5 separate regions of the Mus musculus genome follow, and all the other regions are linked to region 1. The links are chromatin contacts, called in public ChIA-PET, Micro-C and promoter capture Hi-C maps. All regions are on one chromosome and are shown on one strand. The core of a region is the stretch at or near the end of the contact, and the rest is flanking DNA. Distances in the headings are between cores, read along the strand shown.

Region 1 (2,807 bases), core at 291-2,790:
AGTACAGCCTGTCTGTAGTATTTAGACAAGCAAGACAAGAAGGGGCTTGAAATACCCCCTAGTGTACCACTTGTTCAGCCCATTTGAGTCAGAAGTCCTGGAAACTGCTGATGCCTCATCCTGTAGGCTGTGGAGGTAATGCAGGCAGAGGGCGGGCAGGGCTGTTAATGCCCCGCCTGGTCTGGCATTGCCTGTGCGCAGCTCCCTGGGAGCTCAGAAACCACACAGAGATTGTAATTGGTCGCTAGACCACACCTAGTTGTTGAGTGCTCCAGCTGCCTGAAGACCTCTCAGCTCTGCCCAGATCTCTGGAGTGCGTACAAGTCTACTTTCACCATACCTGAGAGCGGCTGTGGAAGCTGTGGAGGTGGAAGAGTCGTGGAAACTTTGCCAAGTAAGTAAATTGGGAAGAGTGGGAAACTAGAGGCTGCCATTGATGGTAACTGCTAGGCAAGGCAGCAATGAATTTGAGCTAGCTTGTGACTCTTAGCATCTGAGGTGAAATTAGCTAAGGGCAGATGCATAAAGCATATCAAGAAAGATATGAGTGAAATCGAGTTAGTACCCATCACTTGACACCCTTCAATTTTAATCCTGACTGGCTATTAGGCAAGCATACTGGGGGCACACACAAGAAAAAATCCTTAAAATCTATCATCGACAAGGCCAGGGGAATGACGGAGGGAATGAGCAATGTCCTGCTGCTTCCCCTCCACTATGAGACAGGGCCATAGACAGGGCTGCGGCTTGAGTGAAGGGAAAATAAAACTGTCTTCCACTAGCCCATTAGCGGCACCAGCTCCATTAAAAATGCAAGAGATGGTGGGAAGAGAGGGCGGTTGGAGCCTAATACAGAGTCAGGACTGGAAAAGACCAGGCTCCTTCCCTTGTCTGAGTTCAAGTGCCAGTGAGAGTGGGGGGCAACTACTGCTTTAGACTTTCAGTGTAGGGGAGAATAGCACTTTGGGCTTCCTTGGCCTTGGAAGAGTACTGTTCATTGCGTGCAGCCTGTGCGTGCTCAGGCTCCCGGTCTCTGCAGGGCGATGCAGACCTCGTCCACCATCCACGTGCTGCAGTTGCTGCGGGAGCTGCTCGCCTTCGTGCTCCTCAGCTACACTGTGCTCATCGGGGCGCTCCTGCTGGCCGGCTGGACCACCTACTTCTTGGTGCTGAAGTGACAGCGCCCCGGCCCCGCCCTGCTCCGCCCCGCCCCACCGCGCCTCGCCGTGGCTCCGAGCTTCCCCTCCCTGGCCACACAGTCTCCCTTTCCAGGAGCGGCCCCGCCTCGCCTCGCCCCCCAGCCCGCTGCCCGCGTCACGGCGCGCGACCCGGCTTCAGCACCCGTGCACTGGAGCCTGCGGGGACCGGCGACGAAGTCGGAGCGGTTGGAAGCCAGGTGCGACCGTTAGAGCGGTTTCCTGGTGTCCCGGCCCCGCCCACTCCGTTTGTCCAATCGCAACCGCGTCCTCCTCTGGGGGCGTGACCATGAAGCTCCGGGCTCCTTGGGCCCCGCCTCGCTTGCGCTTCTGCTTGCTATGCTGCGTCACTTCCGGCGCGTGCGTCCGGCGTCGGTCCGCCGCGGGATGGCGGCTCTGAGAAGTTGGGTGACTCGGAGCGTCTGCTCTCTGTTCAGGTACGGCCGCGGTAGCAGAGGGCGGGCGGCGGCGGAGAGGAACCGGGAGCGCCGTGCCGGCCAGTGCGTCGGCCCCGGGCCGTGGTGCTGCCGCGTCCCGCCTTCTTCTGAAGTTAGAGGCGGGCCCCCGCCTTCGTCCCTCGTCCTCCATCAGGGACGGGCGCCTGAAAGTGGTTCTCCTCCCACGCATCCCGGGGGCTGGCTTTGGGGGGTCCCCAGGGACACTGAGGGACAGCCGGGCCACGGCGTTGGCTGGCAGCGCATTGTTAGAGAGAGCACGGGTCCCCGTAAACTCGGCCACCGGCGACAGCGGCTCGCTCCCGGGATTTGCTGGAGGCGACCATTGGCGACACCTGGAACCCAGGTCCCGGGGTCTAAAGCTGAATCCTGCGCACTCCGGAGAGTTTTACGTTGGCGTCAAGTTGCTAATCGGCTGCGGCGACTTTGAAACTTCTCCGCCTGGCGGGACGCTTCCACGCGCATTGACCTGTCGCTCGTGGAACTCAGATCGCATGCCCCTGACTCCCGAGTGCCGAGACTTAACTGGCCGTCCTGTGGTTTATTTTCTTAGAAGATTGCGGGCACTTCCTCATTTAGTCTCATTTACTGCTTGGTCCAAAACTCCTGCAGACCACAGAGCCTTTTACAGATTGATTTTGGGCTTTTTAAATTTTGACTTATGTTTCCAGGTACAGACAGCGTTTTCCTGTCTTGGCTAACTCTAAGAAACGCTGTTTCTCAGAATTGATAAAACCATGGCACAAAACTGTGTTGACTGGATTTGGCATGACACTGTGTGCGGTTCCTATTGCTCAGGTAAGGGACTGTCATGTGACTATTATATATAGGGTAAAGGGGCCAGGGAAAGAACGCCCGGACCCTGACTTGCCCCAGAGACTATTTCCAAGTCTTAGTGAACTCCTGAGCATTGGACAAGCTGCCACACTTTCATAGGTACCCCCTTCCATGATGCCATGTACTGTACTAAACCCGCATCTTCCGAGTGGAGCACGTTTCCCATTTTCTCATGTTATAGAAACAGTGTTCTTAACAGATTCTGCCCCCACTCCACCACCCCTGAAACTGAGCATCAGTTGAACTGGGAAGTAGACCGTTATTCTTGTACCAAAATCGAAGGGGCTAAATTTTGCACATGTGCTGCTTAACCTTTGAG
Region 2 (2,700 bases), core at 93-2,592, 270 kb after region 1:
CTTAGCATATGGTTTTCTCTTCTCTTTAATGTGTGTATTTATGTGGTGTGTGTGTGTGTTGTGCAGGTGCTCAAGGAGTCCAGAAGAGGACATTGAATTAATTCCCTGGATCTAAAGTTATAAGGCATTTCATCATGGGTGCTGGGAACCCAAAATTCAGCCCTCAGTAAGAACAGCTAGGGCTCTTAATGGCCTGGCTGTTTCTCCAACCTCGGGACTGTCTCACTTTGGTTTTGTACTCCCACAGCCTGGCACATGCCAAGCACCAAGCGACAGACAATTCAGTGTAAATGGGTGGACAAGCTTCGGGGAGGACTCACCAGGGAGGATGATTCTGAGTAAGTGGGTGGATGAGCTTGGGGAGGACTCACCAGGGAGGAGCTTGACCTGGGTGGCTCATGGCTGATGACAATATTGTCCACCAGGGCTGTTTTGTTTTGCTTCTCTTTCTTTTCCTCCTTGGCTCGTCCAGCTTTTGTCTCAGTTGTCTCAGTATCTTCCTCCTCCTCCTCCTCCTCCCGCTCCACACTCTTCTCTTTCTCTTCCTCTTCTCTTCCCTCCTCCCTTTCCCCCTCATGTTCCGCCTCTTCCTTCTCCTGGCCCTCTTCCTCACCTCCCCTTTCCTTACTTCTCTCGCTCTCCTCACTTTTTTCCTCTTCACCGCTCTTCTCTTCCTCCCATCCCTCTTCCTCTTCCCTTCCTCTCACTTCACTTTCTTCCTCCCCTCTCACTTCCTCTCCCTCTCTCTGCTCCTCCTTCTCCACCCACTCCTCCAGCCCCTCTCCATCCTCCTGAGACTCCTCCCATGACAGTGAGCCCTCAGTTAGGCTCTGCTGCAGAGCATCTTCTTCAAAACTTGGATTATATTCCTCCTTCTCCTCCTCCTCCTCCTCCTCCTCCTCCTTCTCCTCCTCCTTCTCCTCCTCCTCCTTCTCCTCCTCCTCCTCCTCCTTCCCCTCCTCCTCCTCCTCCTTCCCCTTCCCCTCCTCTTCCTCCTCCTCCTCCTTCTCCTTCTCCTCCTCCTTCTCCTCCTCCTCCTTCTCCTCCTCCTTCTCCTCCTCCTTCCCCTTCCCCTCCTCTTCCTCCTCCTCCTCTTCCTCCTTCTTCCCCTTCTCCTCCTCTTCCTCCTTCTTCTCCTCCTCCTTCCCCTCCTCCTTCTCCTCCTCCTTCTCCTCCTCCTTCCCCTTCTCCTCCTCTTCCTCCTCCTCCTTCTCCTTCTCCCCCTCCTCTTCCTCCTCTTCCTCCTCCTTCTTCTCCTCCTTCTCCTCCTCCATCTCTCCACTTTCTCTTGATTCTTCTAGGGGGTTTTCTTCTGTATCTGACATTTCTTCTGTAGTTTCCGCTACAGAAATTTTAACGTAGATTCAGCAGGTCCCTCTATTTCCTGTGCCGGCTTCCTGAGGTGCTAACACGTCGAAATGGGCAGAAGCAGCTCTGGTCCCTTCCTGTGGGAAGAAAAGAATGGCAGCTTCTTGGGAAAGCCCAGCTCAAGTCTCAGAAATCTTTAAAATATTGACTTCCAGGGCCTCCCATCTTTCTAGGACTGATCTTAGAGTCTTCTCACTTTAAATAATTCATATTCCCACAGGCAACAAAATGCATAAGGCAAGCATTTGCAAAACCCTGCTGGGAGGAAGAAGAGAGGGAGATGGGCTGATGACTGAAGTGTAAGCTTGCCAGCTAAAGGTTCCCTCCTCTCCAACTTCCGCTAGCCTCGTTCTGTGACTAGACGCAAGCCATTTTACCCTTTCTTCAAATTTGCTCACAGGCAAAAAAATAAAAATGATAATCCTACATTCTCACATGATTTGCAGACTGGGGCAATACATGTCAAATGCTCAACACAGGTTCACCCAAAGTGTTTGCCAAAAAAAAAAAAAAAAAAAAAGCAGGGTGGGGGATATCAGGTACTATGGGGATAAAAGCAATAGTTTTCTGCAAAGAACCTGAGAGTTTTAAAGACCTCTGGGGCAGGTGAGACCCTAAGTCTAAGGTAGACAGAGCCCCCTCCTCTGGGAAACACATGGCCAGAAGAGAAAACTAACTCCCAAATCAACACATTCAACATGGTATGTGCAAAGAAAGAAAGAAAGAAAGAAAGAAAGAAAGAAAGAAAGAAAGAAAGAAAGAAAGAAAGAAAGAAAGAAAGAAAGAAAGTTAATTCTGGGCTGGAGAGATGGCTCAGTGATTAAGAGCACTCTGGCTGCCCTTTCAGAAGACCCAGGTTTGACTCCCAGCCATGACACGATCGCTCAGAACCATAAGTAACTTGAGTTTCAGGGGATCTGACACCCTCTTCTGTATTCTGCGGGAACTTCATAGGTGGTACACATACATACATGCAGACAAAACAGTCTCACACATAAAATCATTTTTTAAAAAAATTTAATTCCTCTGATACATTCTCTCATTTTGCACCTACATGAAGCAAGAGTTTGGGAGCAGGGGGCTAGGCCCATGTCTGTAATACTGCGATTCAGGAGGTAGAGACAGGAGGATCACTCGAGTTCTTAGGCCAGCACAATCTTTCTAAAAAAAGAAAGAAAGAAAGAAGGAAGGAAGGAAGGAAGGAAAGGAAAAGGAAAAGGAAAAGGAAAAGGAAAAGGAAAAGGAAAAGGAAAAGGAAAAGGAAAAGGAAAAGGAAAAGGAAAAGGAAAAGGAAATGAAAAAGTTTGTGGCCCTGGGAGGCACGACTTACGA
Region 3 (2,827 bases), core at 121-2,620, 380 kb before region 1:
CAGTACTGGGACTGAATGTAGAGGCTTTGAACTGTCTGGACAAGTGCTGTGCCACCAAGCAACAGCTCCAGGCCCTGCTTCATTTCCTTTAGGATTCTGTACCTTAGCTCTTCCATCCTTCACTATCCCCAAGGCTCCTTAGCTTCCAACAAGCTTTCCTTACAAAGGAACACCAGTCAGGCTGGGATCAGGCTCCTGGTATCTCTCTACTTCAATTGGCCAGGAAACTCCTCCAGGCCAGGACGCAAGACCCAAGTGACCCTGGAAAAGAAGGAGTCATCTACCAACCCATGGGTCCTCACTAGGCTCCCCCCCTCTTCAACTAAGAATCCACCCAACAACCAAGACAGTTGGGGGAGCGAACACGACCAAATGTGAAACTATCAATATCAGGTATAAAAACCAGCGAGCCAGTCGTTCCAACACTTACCTCCACAATAAAGGACTCGAAGAGGGTAATCCGCATCTAACTTGGCACTGTTCTTCGTATCGCCTTTGCAATCCGCCCCGCTGGATTCAGAAATGTCAGTAGCCATCTCACAAACCTGGAAACAAGAATGACACACACGACTTCACTATCTGAGAAGCTCGACCCCCGCCCCCCAAATAAGCAGCCTTGGGGGTGGGGTGCAGTCTTAGCTTCCACTGTGTATCCCCCAAACACCAAAGCTGTTTTGAGTCTATTAAAAGAAGGACACGAAGTCTCATTAGAGTCACTGATGATCAACTGGAGCCTCATCTACCTGCATCCACGGGTTTACAGGGAAGCGAGAATTAAATGGGGCCATGAAGGCTGTGTTGGGGCAGGGGCAAAAAGGGACACCAGAGGAAAAGAGGAAGCAGTAAGGGGGACAGAGTTGGGCTGGTGGCTTCAACAGAGACGGGGCAGGTCTGAGGTTGCTATGGGAGGGATGCAGCCTGCAGTTAAAAGGCTATGGACACCTTGGCACGACAGGGACGAAGTCACTCGAGGTGCCCAGAATGCAAGGTGCGGCGACAGCAAAATCCCGAAAAGAGACCAAGCCAGGGACAAGGACGGCAATGCCACAGCCTGGGGAGGGGAAATCGGGCCAGGCCTGGGGAAAAGGACAGGTAGCCCGCTGGAAGGCTGGGCTAAGGGGGACATCCCGGGGACTCCACAGGAGGCCCCCATGTGGGCGGGCGTGGAGACGCCCGGCCCGGCCCCCTTCCTGCTTTAGGCAGCGCCTGGGCCGCCTCGGCAGCGCCGCCAGCTCCCGGGGAGGCCGCCGCAGCAGCGCGAATGAGAGCGCTCATTACCCAGCCGGTCGCACGGCCCCCGCCGCCTCCGCTCCCGCCAGCTGAAGCGACACATGCAACTCCTCTTCCCGGCCACGGCTGCCCCGAAATTCGCTGCTGGGGCGCGCTCGCGCGAGACAATGAGCCTTTATCGCGATATCCCCGGCCAGCCGCTAGGAGGATGTCGCGAGACGCCACCGTGCCGGGGTGGGCGGGGCCCAAAAAGGGAGGAGCATGCGCCCATGCGTGGAGCCCGGGGGAAGGGGTGTGGGGTGGGGAAACGGGACCGAGTTGCGTAGAGGCGGCCGGACGGTAGGGGGCGCTGGCTATCCATTGGCAAAGGGGGAGCCAGCGGCTCAGGCTGTCCCTGCGCAGTGGGGCGTGGACTGGACTGGCGCAGAGGTTCTTGAGTCACAGGTGACTCTCTATTAATGATGTGGGCAGCCTTGCCCCAGTGTCTGGGCTACATCCTAGTGTCCCGACTAACCACTAACTAGCCTGATGCATAAGTCACCCCACGGCGTAGAGATGGTGGCTGAATGAGACATAGGGTTTTATTTCATTCCGATTCCCTAAATAGGAATTACTCGTGCAAAGGTCATATTAATTACTGTTTGAATTTATTTCATCAGGCTGACGACTGTTCCCATATGCTCCTTTTTGCATATTTCACCTTCTACGTGTTCTATAACGGGGATTTTCCCATCCGGTCTCAGGATTTCTGGTTTTAACCACACGGGTCCTTGTCTAAATTTTGCTTCCTTGTTTTTAGTTTGGGGAAATCCCTTCATCTGCATACTCAGCCCAAGTCCCACTTGTGAAACAGGAATAGCACTGGGACACTTTCGGAGCTCAGAAAGGGCCTGGTAGAAAGACCATTGCGTTTTTGCTTTTAACATCACCTTCATGAACTAAGCTACCCAAATATGGCCCCCCTCCCGGAACTTTCCTTTGGTGCCGGGAATTGAACCCAGGGTTTTGTGAATGCTACAGAAGAGCTCTGCCTTGAGTTACAGGCCCAGCCCTAATCCCAACACTTGGGAGACAGAGGCAGGCCAATGTCTGAGTTTTAGGCCAACCTAGTCTACAAAGTTCAAAGCTGTTGGCCTGTAAGCGTAGGGCATTTGTGTTGAACGTACAAGGCTCTGGGTTTAATCTACAGACTGGAAAAAAAAACCCCACACAGCAAAGATGTACATTTCGCTAAGCATGGTGGGTGATATGCACCTTTAATCCCAACACTCAGGAGGCAGAGGCAGGTGGATTTCTAAGTTTGAGGCCAGCCTGATCTACAGAGCAAGTTCCAGGATAGCCAGAGCTACACAGAGAAACCCTGAAACCCTGTATATATGTGTGTGGGTGTGTGGATGAGTGTTCGTGTGTGTGTGTGTGTGTGTGTGTGTGTGGTGTGTGTGTGTGTGTATGTGTGTGTGGGTGTGGTGTGTGTGTGTGTGTGTGTATGTGGTGTGTGTGTGTATGTGGTGTGTGTGGGTGTGTGTGTGGGTGTGGGTGTGTATGTGTGTGGTGTGTGTGTGTGTGTGTGTGTGTGCATTATATGCCTGTAGTTTCA
Region 4 (3,001 bases), core at 249-2,748, 340 kb before region 1:
GGCCGGAGCAAGCGGGGCTGGAACGAGCTGAGGTCCTGAGTTCAATTCCCAACAACCATATGATAGCTCACAGCTATCTGTACAGCTACAGTATACTCATATACATAAAAATAAATAAATCAATCTTGAAAAAAATGGGCAAACATGGAGTTTCAAGACATGGAATTTGGAACACTGGAAACTGCAATGTGGGCACCACCAATCTCAAAGTTGTCATCTTCATTGTCACAGTCTCCATGAAGTATCCTGATCCTATAGGATCCAAGATCAGGTCACCCTGAGTCTAGACTACAAGGTCCGTCAAATGCCATTGAGGATTTGGGTAGGCAGCTAAAGGGACACATTTCCTCTTTTTTTTTTTTTTTTTTTTTTTTTTTGAGACAGTTTCTCTGTCTAGCCCTGGCTGTCTTGGAACTCGATCTGTAGAGCAGGTAAATTCAGAGATCTACCTGCTTTCGCCTGCCGAGTACTGGGATTAAAGGTATGCACCACTACCACCTGGCAAATTTCCAATTTCTAATTTCAAACTCAAAGTAGATAGTCAATGGTAGATACTCTGTAAGATGACACTTAATCACACTTTAAAAAAAAGAGAGAGAAAGGAAATGTTATCTTTCTGCACCCTCTTGAGGCTTGAAATCAGAGCCATTTCTACGAATACCACACATCCAGGCGCTGTGTCTGCAATCCCAGCACTCGGGAAGAAGAAGCAGGAAGATGGAGAAGCCAGCTTGGGAGACGTAACAAGAGGAGACATCTATCTGAGAGGAAGGAAAAAAGGAAAAAGAGCACGGCGCTAGAGAACTGAGTTGGGGGTTAGGAGCACCCGCTGCTCCTGCAGAGGACCTGCATTAAGCTCCCTATCCCCACATTGGGGTGGATGACAACTGTCTTATAACTCTAGCTCCAGGGCATCCAATAGCCTCTGGGGCTGTTGTTGTATGTACATAGCCACATAGACAGGCATGCAAAAATAAAAATAAATCCTAGAAAGAAAACAAGGAGGTGGGGGAGACAGAGACAGACAGACAGACAGACAGAGGAAACCGTATCCACATTACCAATGCATAGTAGAATTTCACACGAACTCTTACTGCTCCTGGAAAGCCTGACTGTTCTTTTAGCACAGTGCATGGTTACTGCCCTTGTTAATTTATTAATTATTGTCAGCTAAGCAAATTGCAGTGAATGGATTCTCCGAGGCCAATCACCTAGCCAGCATGCATGCCTGCAGCCTTCAGAAGGAATGCCCTCAGATCTGACTCGTCCACCTCTGACAGTCGGCTTGCCTAAACTTATCCTTTACGTTTAGAAAAATTTGTGGGTTCCCGTCTGCCCAGGGGACTTTTTTTTTATTACTTGTTTATGCAAACAGTAAGTTGCATAAGAGCCTTGCTAGCCTTTTTTTTTTTTAAATGATTTCGTAGTTTCCTGGTAACCATTCAGTCATCTCTTTCAACACCCTGACATGACATAAAGCCGAGGGCTGAACCACACGTTCACCACACAGACACACACTCGCCTTGAGCCTTCGCTAGGTGAGGCACTCTGAAGCTGGACTGGCCAGATCCACTCATGAGCAAGTCAGACCATTTTCTAGTGATAAACGGCAAGAACTGCTGTGTGTTCCGAGATGAAAACATCGCCAAGGTCTTGCCACCGGTGTTGGGGCTGGAATTTGTGTTCGGACTCCTGGGCAATGGCCTTGCCTTGTGGATTTTCTGTTTCCACCTCAAGTCCTGGAAATCCAGCCGGATTTTCTTGTTCAACTTGGCCGTGGCTGACTTTCTCCTGATCATCTGCCTGCCGTTCCTGACGGACAACTATGTCCATAACTGGGACTGGAGGTTCGGAGGCATCCCCTGCCGTGTGATGCTCTTCATGTTGGCTATGAACCGACAGGGCAGCATCATCTTCCTCACCGTGGTGGCTGTGGACCGCTACTTCCGGGTGGTCCATCCACACCACTTCTTGAACAAGATCTCCAACCGGACGGCGGCCATCATTTCTTGCTTCTTGTGGGGTCTCACCATCGGCCTGACTGTCCACCTCCTCTATACAAACATGATGACCAAAAATGGCGAGGCATATCTGTGTAGCAGCTTCAGCATCTGTTACAACTTCAGGTGGCACGATGCTATGTTCCTCTTGGAATTCTTCTTGCCCCTGGCCATCATCTTGTTCTGCTCAGGCAGGATCATCTGGAGCCTGAGGCAGAGACAGATGGACAGACATGCCAAGATCAAGAGGGCCATCAACTTCATCATGGTGGTGGCTATTGTATTCATCATTTGCTTCCTACCCAGTGTGGCTGTGCGCATCCGCATCTTCTGGCTTCTCTACAAATATAACGTACGCAACTGTGACATCTACTCCTCGGTGGACCTGGCTTTCTTTACCACCCTTAGCTTTACCTACATGAACAGCATGCTGGACCCTGTGGTCTACTATTTCTCCAGCCCATCTTTCCCCAACTTCTTCTCCACGTGTATCAACCGCTGCCTTCGAAAGAAAACATTGGGTGAACCCGATAATAACCGAAGCACTAGTGTGGAGCTCACGGGGGACCCCAGCACAACCAGAAGTATTCCAGGGGCGCTAATGGCTGACCCCAGTGAGCCAGGCAGCCCCCCTTATCTGGCTTCCACATCTCGTTAAGTTACTATGACAAGAAGGGAGATTGCCGCTCAGGCCTGTGCTCTCTGGAGAGGCGATTTGGCCGTTCGTTGAACAGGGTAACATCTTCAGATTTGGCTTACGCTTTCTTGGAACTTCTAGATTCGGAGAATCGAATTTAGAGAAACGGCGTGGTGCAGTGAGCAGTTTTGGTTGCGAGGTGCAGCCATAGAAAATCTCAGAGGAACAGAAAGCAGAGTTTCCAGACAGTGGAAACTTCTCAGCCTTCCAAGCTTACAGGACTGAAGAAGACAGAGTCCTGCAGAGTTTGAGTCCCAGATGCACCCAGACACACCTCAGTTCTGCTCAAAGTCACGGATGGCTC
Region 5 (2,700 bases), core at 118-2,617, 410 kb before region 1:
TGCTGACATTAATGAGTAACAATAGGGGGGCCCTGGGAATCAAACCTAGGTCTTTTGGAAGAGCAAACGGTTCTCTTAACCAACCATCAAACCATCTCTCTAACCTCCACAGCCTTTTATGGAAATAACCTTTTGAGACTTAGTCTCACTAAATTGCCTTGCCCAGGGGCTCACTCTGAGTCCTTGAAATTTCCAGACTCCACAATAGCTGGAATTACAGACCTATAGTCGTCATAAGTGCCTGGAGTATAGTAATCACTCAGCATTAGCTATCATTATTATTATTAGTTACAGTTAGACAGGGCCTTGCTATGCAGCCCTGTCAGTTTTGCAAACTGGCCTTGAACTCACAGAACTCAGATGCCAGCCGGGCGTGGTGGCACATGCCTTTAATCCCAGCACTTGGGAGGCAGAGGCAGGTGTCGGATTTCTGAGTTCGAGGCCAGCCTGGTCTACAGAGTGAGTTCCAGGACAGCCAGGGCTATACAGAGAAACCCTGTCTTGAAAAACCAAAAACCAAACCAAACCATACGGTACAGAATTATGTTCTGTTTTTGTGTAGGAAAGGTGGGGACTGAACTCGCCCCATGCGTGCAAGACAACTCTACCACCAAGCTAAGCGTAGCCCCCAAGTTAAAGATATTTAACGTTGGGATATGACGGCTCACACGGATATTCTCAGAACTCAGGAGGCAGGGGGAGTTCAGAGCGATGCCAGCATGGTCTACCCAGGGCGTGGAGGGCACGACAAGTTCATAGGGCAGTCATGTATATGATTTCGGACAGTACTTTGAAAAAGACTTATAATGACTTTCAGTTACTAGTACCTAAATACACACACAAAAGAACTTGGAATTCCAAGTCACAGTACCTGGATTCCAGTCTATTAGGGGTGGCAGCGGGGGGAGGGGGGGACGGGGCTCAGTGGAGGTAACCAGGTAATAAACCCATCATACAAAAAGTGTTCGTGTCACCCTACACTGATACGTTAAGTGCAATCCTTGGGCAAATTCACTTTCGAGACTGTCAATGGGAAGGAAGAAGTCGGTCCACTCGCTAGGCTACTGTTAAATAAGCGAGGGAGGGCAATGTCCCTGCCAACGTTCAACAGCAGCGCTCCGGTGCTCGTGCCTCGTCGCTGGGTCCCAGCTAGGGCCGGCCTCTCGGCGCCCTGTCCCGGGGCGGCGGCGCTCACCTGGCGCCGGTATAAGGTCGCCGAAGGGTTCATGGATGACTCCCCCGCCCCCAGAGAGAGTTGGTGCCAGCAGCGGGTCACCTCCGAGACGCCATAGGCGCACGGCCGCAGCGGCGGGGGCAAAGCCACAGCCCAGGACGGCGCGCCCTCAGAGCTACGCATGCGCGCATGCGCACTCAAACCGCCGGGCCAGCCGGCGGGCCGCACTCGGACGTTGCGCAGGAGTGATGCTCTCGCGAGACTTGCGCCTGTGCTCGCTCGCGGATCAAGAACGTGAACCTATATTCATTCCCACGCCGGAAGCCTTCGGCCCCTCTAAGGTTCCCAGAGCGTCGCAGCGGGAAAGACGAAGTGAATTAAAAGCCGTTTCTAGGTCCCAGTGATCCTGGGTCCCTCCCTGTGGATGTTTAGTCTGAAGAACCGGGCCGGGCTCTCAGCACTGGTCTGAACCAAGATCATTGGAGACAGAGGGTCTGCCAGTCAATCGATCATCGATCTGCTCTTAGTAGTGATGAGAACCGTGACATGTTATTATTTTTTAAAAAGATATTTTAGTAATTATATCATTAATATATATAATATATTTACTATATGTAAGTACACTGTAGCTGTCTCCAGACGCCCCAGAAGAGGGCGTCAGATCTCATTACGGATGGTTGTGAGCCACCACGTGGTTGCTGGGAATTGAACTCAGGACCTTCAGAAGAGCAGTGAGTGCTCTTAACCACTGAGCCATCTCTCCAGCCACATTTACCATAATACTGCTGGATCCCGCGGAGAAACGACGGAGACCTACGGGAATTCTGGGTCTCATTATTTCCATGTTTGTGCATTCCCGCATCAGTGCAACTTCCAGAGTCTCCCTCCAGAGGCCTTCCATCATCACCTTTGAGGCAGGTCCACCACTTATGCCAGAAGGGCTATCCAGCCATCCTCTTCCCAGGCTCTAGGATTTCGGCCTTTCGTTTTATGGTTGTTAGGGAGTCAGAAGGGGGTGGGGGCAAGCAGAATAACCCTGGACCCTAAGAGCTATTTCCACCCAGGCCTGACCACCTGAGAATTATCCTAGGATTCCACAGTGGAAGGAGAGAATTCAAAGTTGTTTTATCTCTGCACACCAACACACACTCACACCAAAATAAATGAACTTAAAATTATATGTGTGCTAGGGATCGAATCTCTGTCACCATCAGGATGCAAACTCTTTACCACATGCTACAGACCTAATAAAAATGTAGCAAATGAGTGGCGCACACCTTTAATCCCGGCACTCAGAAAGCAGAGGCAGGCGGATTTCTGAGTTCAAGGCCAGCCTGGTATCTACAGAGTGAGTTCCAGGACAGCAAGGGCTACACAGAGAAACCCTGTCTCGAAAAACTAAAAAGTAGCAAATGAAAAAGCAAAAAGATTAAAAAACTAGCCAGGTGTTGATCACACCTTAAATCCTTAAATCTCCGGAGTCAGAGGTCCTAGTTCAAGGCCAGCCTGGTCTACAGAGCAAGCTC

What was found. A called contact is a pair of places that touch in the nucleus more often than the background predicts. ChIA-PET counts read pairs in DNA pulled down with a chosen protein or histone mark. Capture Hi-C pulls out chosen DNA fragments and counts their contacts.
Region 2: a contact with region 1 is called in a Micro-C map of embryonic stem cells, with 2.6 times the contacts expected there. The contact joins the promoter of Wdr66 here to the promoter of Diablo in region 1. A contact is called at or near these places in 9 of 39 promoter capture datasets (the 3T3-L1 cell line, 3T3-L1-derived adipocytes, the HPC-7 cell line and 6 more), 2 of 484 Hi-C or Micro-C datasets (embryonic fibroblasts and embryonic stem cells), 4 of 115 datasets of contacts at active chromatin or transcription factors (embryonic forebrain, embryonic stem cells and neural tube) and 3 of 9 other capture datasets (adipose tissue, liver and pancreatic islet).
Region 3: a contact with region 1 is called in a Micro-C map of embryonic stem cells, with 3 times the contacts expected there. The contact joins the promoter of Denr here to the promoter of Diablo in region 1. A contact is called at or near these places in 13 of 39 promoter capture datasets (the 3T3-L1 cell line, the HPC-7 cell line, cranial neural crest and 8 more), 1 of 15 datasets of contacts at CTCF or cohesin (embryonic stem cells), 7 of 484 Hi-C or Micro-C datasets (B cells, CD4 T cells, cerebral cortex and 2 more), 3 of 115 datasets of contacts at active chromatin or transcription factors (T-cell acute lymphoblastic leukemia, memory CD8 T cells and stem cell-derived neural progenitor cells) and 1 of 9 other capture datasets (liver).
Region 4: a promoter capture Hi-C map of pancreatic islet shows a contact between it and region 1. The contact joins the promoter of Hcar2 here to the promoter of Diablo in region 1. A contact is called at or near these places in 2 of 39 promoter capture datasets (the HPC-7 cell line and hematopoietic stem and progenitor cells) and 1 of 9 other capture datasets (pancreatic islet).
Region 5: an RNA polymerase II ChIA-PET map of memory CD8 T cells shows a contact between it and region 1, with 6 read pairs. The contact joins the promoter of Ccdc62 here to the promoter of Diablo in region 1. A contact is called at or near these places in 2 of 39 promoter capture datasets (embryonic stem cells and neutrophils) and 1 of 115 datasets of contacts at active chromatin or transcription factors (memory CD8 T cells).

The regions. Positions count from the first base shown.
Region 1 is chr5:123,522,897-123,525,703 of GRCm38.p6, reverse strand. It overlaps Diablo (diablo, IAP-binding mitochondrial protein), which reads left to right and starts at 1,540. Exons shown (of 6, transcript NM_023232.3): 1 at 1,540-1,633; 2 at 2,323-2,449. The coding sequence starts at 1,584.
Region 2 is chr5:123,252,430-123,255,129 of GRCm38.p6, reverse strand. It overlaps Wdr66 (WD repeat domain 66), which reads right to left and starts at 1,342. Exons shown (of 21, transcript NM_001370840.1): 1 at 372-1,342. The coding sequence starts at 1,325.
Region 3 is chr5:123,905,818-123,908,644 of GRCm38.p6, reverse strand. It overlaps Denr (density-regulated protein), which reads right to left and starts at 1,370. Exons shown (of 8, transcript NM_026603.4): 1 at 1,279-1,370; 2 at 431-545. The coding sequence starts at 536.
Region 4 is chr5:123,864,013-123,867,013 of GRCm38.p6, reverse strand. Hcar2 (hydroxycarboxylic acid receptor 2) reads left to right here and starts at 1,498. Exons shown (of 1, transcript NM_030701.3): 1 at 1,498-3,001. The coding sequence starts at 1,576. The coding sequence ends at 2,658.
Region 5 is chr5:123,929,356-123,932,055 of GRCm38.p6, reverse strand. It overlaps Ccdc62 (coiled-coil domain containing 62), which reads right to left and starts at 1,367. Exons shown (of 13, transcript NM_001134767.1): 1 at 1,196-1,367. The coding sequence starts at 1,357.